Linked DNA regions of Gasterosteus aculeatus: region 1 is linked to region 2. The links are chromatin contacts, called in public Hi-C maps. All regions are on one chromosome and are shown on one strand. The core of a region is the stretch at or near the end of the contact, and the rest is flanking DNA. Distances in the headings are between cores, read along the strand shown.

What was found. A called contact is a pair of places that touch in the nucleus more often than the background predicts.
Region 1: a contact with region 2 is called in a Hi-C map of tail fin, with 3 times the contacts expected there. The contact joins the promoter of LOC120829334 here to the enhancer-like site in region 2. A contact is called at or near these places in 2 of 6 Hi-C or Micro-C datasets (tail fin and whole body).

The regions. Positions count from the first base shown.
Region 1 is chr2:16,290,231-16,293,269 of fGasAcu3.hap1.1, forward strand. It overlaps LOC120829334 (putative pleckstrin homology domain-containing family N member 1), which reads right to left and starts at 1,666. Exons shown (of 12, transcript XM_040193359.2): 1 at 1,439-1,666; 2 at 817-1,015. The coding sequence starts at 911.
Region 2 is chr2:16,253,704-16,256,678 of fGasAcu3.hap1.1, forward strand. It overlaps ano11 (anoctamin 11), which reads left to right. Exons shown (of 24, transcript XM_078084925.1): 6 at 234-370; 7 at 461-518; 8 at 595-705; 9 at 794-959; 10 at 1,428-1,518; 11 at 2,588-2,684; 12 at 2,774-2,917. Among protein-coding and RNA genes, the nearest start is that of ano11, 4.1 kb to the left of the region's middle. Within about 2 kb of position 1,453, at least 1 of the 9 cell types and tissues checked has open chromatin away from gene starts, as enhancers often do.

The sequences.
Region 1 (3,039 bases), core at 416-2,915, 37 kb after region 2:
GTAAACTGCTAATCACGTCAGTGCAGCATCACCGAGTCCACAAGTTCATGTTTAGTAAATAGAAGCCAATTAGTTCACCAGTCTTGTTGTTCTGCTGCGTGCTGCTAAGTGGAAAACATATGGATATAATGTGTTGTACTGCAGGTGCTTTTATGGTGGTTAAAGGCAGATTGATCTGTTATTCTCTGTTTAACCTGGAGGATTTCTTTGTAAAAGCACATCCTGTTACCGTGAGAAAAGAAGCATTTCGTGTGTACATCATTGATACTACGCTGCAGCTTTGACAAAGGTTATGCGAGAGGCTTCCTCTTCTTAGGCTTTACACGTAAATGCGAAATGTGACCCACTTACAGCTAAAGAAAAAAACACAGAGGTTGAAAGAGAAACAGCTACAAAATACTTATGTATATGTTATGTTTTCGTTCTTTATTTTTAACGGATTTGCAAAAATTTGCAAAAAACAGTTTTCACTTTGTCATTATGGGTTGTTGTGTGTAGAATGTTGAGGAAAATAATGAATTTAATCCATTTTGGAATAAGGCTGTGAATACTTTCCGGATGCACTGTAAAATGCTTTATTAACTTCCCAGTGTCGCTGCTTCCTCCTGCAGAACTCATCGATACACAAAAGCACATTTAGACAAAACTAAAAGTTACTCTCTAAAGCTCTGAAGATAACCACCATAACCACCACACATTTTAGCCAATCTGCATTTGGTTCCGGGATCCAAACACAGACACACAACTCTGCTTCCCCACCTTTACTTTTCTATTTTTGAGCATTTCTCACCATTAAATTATGGAACCATGTCTTACCCTAAATTGTCTCCGGAGAGTTCCAGGAGCTCGATCTCGTCGGGGCCCACCTCGTCCACCCCTGTATGGCTCTGGGTCACACTGCAGCATCCCATGTTGGACGAGGAGTGTGTCCCTCTCCTTCCGTCTCAGCTTCTAGTCCTCAAACTGAGCACCATCTGCCCAGACGATCATCCCCGCTGTGTGTGTGCGCGCCACACTTAAACCAAAGAGATAACAGAAAAACGGGGGCTGGTTGGGTCCAAAAGAGGATATTGTGTGCTAAAGAAGAGAAGGGAGGGGGTGTTGCTGCTAAGCTCTAGTTCCCCCTTTTTGCCAGCATGTAGTTTATAATTAAACAGAGCCACAAGGACAAAAGGTGTTACCGCTGTCAAAGAGGAATTGAAGATAAAAGTGGTAAAAAAAAAAAAAAGCGTTGGGTCACAGCTTTGTAGTTGTTCCTTCCTGTCAGTTGGCTGTCGGCAGAGAAATTAACCATTTCCTCAGTTGTTTGTTCTATTGACGGTCTGAACTCAGAATGGGAACTTGATGACGCTTTAGCATGACTAATACAAACTAATTCTGCTGCTTATTAAACCTTGCCCTTTGCAGATGTAAAAAAGCAGCTGCTACGTCCACTTACATGCTGATAAGTAAGGCTCCGATGCTGCCAGCCTTTTTGTTGTCATGCATCAAAATGAAGCAAGGATCCTGTTGGGAAAGATGGTAACATGAACTAATAAATATTCATAGACAAGTGAAATAATTGTGAGTTATGAAATGCAGATATGAGGTGCTGCAATGAAAACAATAAGCAACAACAACTGTCGCCCTGTGTTGATCTTCCTGGTTTAAATTACAGTGACATGGTGGGAGGGGTTGTACACCGAGTGCTTTTCTGAGGCTTTCCATGTACAGGAGGCGTAGCTGAGAAGTGAGGCAACTTGACATAAGATGAGAGACTGATATACTTTCTTTTGCCTCAAATGTTAATGTTTACCTTCATTAAAGTAAACAAGTCGACCATAAATAAAATGTACAATGATGTTTTACGTCGTACTAAACCTGCTACATTTTATTTTTTTCAACATCATTTAATATAACCTTTTTCTTCTTTTTTTCTAACAACATTTTGAATAACAACATTAGAACTTGACTGTTTCTAATGTCTTGTTCTGACTGTGGTGTTTCTCATGCTGCCAATAGATTTCATAAGTCTGCCACTAGGTGTCATAGAGCTGCCACTAGGTCAAGTCAAGTCAAGTCATTTTATTTTGTATAGCCCAAAATCGCAAATTACAAATTTGCCTCAGAGGGCTTTACAGTCTGTACACATACAACATCCTCTGCCCCGAAACCCACCATCGGCACAGGAAAAACTCCCCAAAAAATGAAAAAAACCCTTACAAGAGGGAAAAAAGGGAAGAAATCATAGGGCTGCCACTAGGTATCATAGAGCTGCCACTAGGTATCATAGGGCTTCCACTAGGTATCATAGGGCTTCCACTAGGTGTCATAGAGCTTATAATGCAGTCTTGGCGGTGAGGCTGCAGATTGCAACAAAATGAAACTCCTCCTATGTGCCAAGCCTGCTAGAGAAATAGGTTGAAGAAAGGTGCAGTGACGATTTAATATGTATTATTAAAATGATTGTTAATGTATTGTTTTGATTATGTCTTATTGTGTTTGAAAGCTGTACAAACACCTCACAAACACCTGTATAACAACAATAACTGCCAATAGGTGACTTCTTATTGCAACACTACTAACAATTGATTGACAATAATTGTACAGCGAATGAAAGAAAGCCAGCCTTGTAGAGGGGCTAAAGTATGGAACATTATCTCAGCTACTGCCAGGCTTGTTCTTCTAGTATTTTACATTAGTAAATAGTTTGTGTAAAATATTTAATAGTTACAGTATTAAAAACACTCCTCCTCGCTGTAAATTAACAGTTTTCACAGTGTTGTGTGAGAAACACACACCTTCCCTGAAGAGGTGACTGAGTGTTAATGACAATCGATTGTCTGCCATTTCCTCCCACTAATCACGTATTACAACCAACTCCAGTGATGTCAATATATATATATATATACTTTTTTGCCTTTGTGATTCGGAAGTGTCGGTTGTATGCCAACGGAGTTCATCACTACGGACACAACACAAAGTGCCACGTTTCCTGAGAACATCAGCTGATCATTTTTATGTGTATGGATTTTAGTTGAGTCACAGAGGAGCTGTGTT
Region 2 (2,975 bases), core at 203-2,702:
CGGATTTCGGGACGAAACGTGGTATAAACATTAGGCCTTTATGAAATATAGTCCTTCATCTTTTATACTGCTTTAGATCGTTAGAGGGTCGGGGGGGCAGAGGTCAAACTTACTGCCCCAAACGGTTGATTTCAACATTCCTAACAAGCTCTAAGATTGCTCTCAGCAAAATATTGACTTTATTAAGAGAAGAAGCATAAATGTTCTTCATTCTCTATGTGTTTAACTTGCAGGCCCAGGCCAACCTGGACCTGAACACATCTGCTCTGGTTCTGAAGAGACTGTGCATACCTAACGCGATGATGGAGTCGGTGCCAAACAGGCCGCTGGACTACTACACATGTGCCTTTCGCAAGTCAAAGATGAACAGGTGTGTTCTAAGTAACAAAAATAAATGGTAGGATCCGTTAAGATTAAGTTTGTCAATATATAAAAGTGTATATGTGTCTCTCTTTTATAGGTTCCTAGGCTGCAACGACCAACAGTCCTTCTTCACCAACGCACAGAGGCACCGTGTTGTGAGTAACAGGGCGTCCTCTGCAGCGCGTGTGCTCTGTGGCTCTCGTCAAATGAGCGTTCGCTGTGCCATTTCAGGTGTACGAGATTCTTGCCAGGACGGTGTACGGCAGAAGGAAGAGGGCTGAGGTTGGTGTGGACAGACTGGTAAACGAAGGCGTGTACACGGCAGCTTTCCCGCTGCACGAGGTCCGATATCATTTATTTCTTCTTTAATCGAATGAAAAGCTCGTGCTCTGTTCTTTCTCTAACCAAGTTATTCTTTTCTTTCTCCCAGGGTCCCTTTCAGCTTCCAAAGCACGAGATCCGTCCTGACGAGCTGAACCAGAGGCAGATTCTTTACCACTATTGGGCCCGCTGGTGGAAATGGTACAAGTACCAACCTCTGGACCACATCAGGGAGTACTTTGGAGAGAAGATTGCACTCTACTTTGCCTGGCTGGGTAAATATTGGTTTGTATTTAGACCCATTAGCTTCAGTGCTTTGAAATGAATAGTTTGCAAAAGCTTTTCTGCAGCTTTCATTTGCATCTCATGGTGCTTATCAGCAGATAGCGTTTTTTAACTTGTCATTTTGAAAGGCTTCTATGAGGTATACGTACTTTCTTAACTCGGGATACGTGTTTGTGCATCCAACATACTATGAAATGAATAGTCCTCAACAATGTAACACACTGTACAACACATCGGTCTAGGCTACTCCTGCATGGTAGATGTATCTAGGAGGGATCCATCTAGTGCACATTTTACATCTTGGTATGAGGAGTGAAGTATGTTATACTAAAGTATATTCAAACACGTTCATCTTTTGCATGGCTTGACCGAGCGCTTCGTCAAGGATATTCAAGGCACCAAACAGCAACGTAATCGCACATGCCGGCATCAGCTGACGGAGCTTCGTGTCCCTGCAGGTTTCTACACAGCGTGGCTGCTGCCGGCGGCTGTGGTTGGAACCCTGGTGTTTGTGTCTGGAGTCCTGTCCATGGGTTCCAACGCGCCAGCGTGAGTCCACACACCTGCATCTGTAACTGCAGAACACAAGATGAATGAAAATGAGCAATAGGCAGTTTATTTAGAATGTCACGCTAAATCTTAAATTGGAGTTCCACCAATTTTACAATATTATTTGTTTTGATATGTATGCTATTGTATTAGTATTGGTAGTATGAGTAGTACTGTATTAGTATTATACTACCAGTATATACAGTAGTGGAAATAACACAATAAATAACATATTCACATATTTTTTTATCATGTCACAGATAGACATTTCATTCGTTTCAGAAAAGTAAATGTAAATTGGCCTAAAAAATCTGCCAAAAATGAGTAATCTTAAAGTCTATTTACATGGAAATATTTAATGGAAGATAACAGCAGGGGGCAGTGACTTCTAGCAGTCTTGTTCCTGCAGTGCGGTTTCCACGTTTGGTAACATTGCTGTAGTCCAGCTTCCCACTTCACACACAGACAAGAGATTCTTAAATGACGACTTAAATTGTGCAGAAATCTCTACTTACAGTCTTATGCGTTATCTAAAGCTGGCACAGATTTCAGTACAAACATACCACTCAAAGCATCAAAGCAAACCACCTAATTATTCAGTATGTTTTTGTTCCCAAATTCTTATTCATTATTCATCGACCCAGTGGACTCCACTCTACCTAAACAGCATCATGGAACACACCCTCAAGTGTGTTTGTACCCTAAGATTCCTTCAGCAGTGGATTGTGTTAACCATTCTCGTTCTATGGCACCCTGTTGGTTTCAGTAAAAGAAATAAAGAAAAAGAGTCAATAAGAAATCAATATCTCAGGAAAGAACACGACCCAAGGTCTCAGATTGATGAGGTTTATTGGTTCTTTGGTAGAGCCCCTGATTAATGTAGAATAGTCGGAGAGCAGTCCGTGGAAAGTAGCTGCAGTCACCTCATGCTGCATGATAATCACCATGTTAATAAGGAAGATCGACGCTTCTCAGTCCAGGCTTCACTTTTCAAGTTAATGTCTAGTAGGAATATGGAAAGCAGTCGTTGTTTGAATGTTGTAACTGATCTGTGTCTATGTGTCAACAGTAAAGACATCTGTAACAGCGAAGCTAGTTATCTGATGTGTCCTCTCTGTAATACATGCAAGGCCTGGAACATGTCTGACACATGCACCATGGCCAAGGTAACAAACATCTGCCACCTAACCTGTTTATACTCATTTTTCATTAAAATGCATAAATACTTTAATTGGATGTACTGTCTGCATTGCAGTTGGGCTACTTGTTTGACCACCCAGGCACAGTCCTCTTCAGCGTGTTCATGTCCTTCTGGGCCGTGACCTTCCTGGAGTACTGGAAGAGGAAGATGGCCACCCTGTCCCATCACTGGGACTGCATGGACTTCCATGAAGAAGAGGTCTCACAATCCTTCCTCTCTTACTTGCGTCCAGTATGAAATACGACACACGTCCACG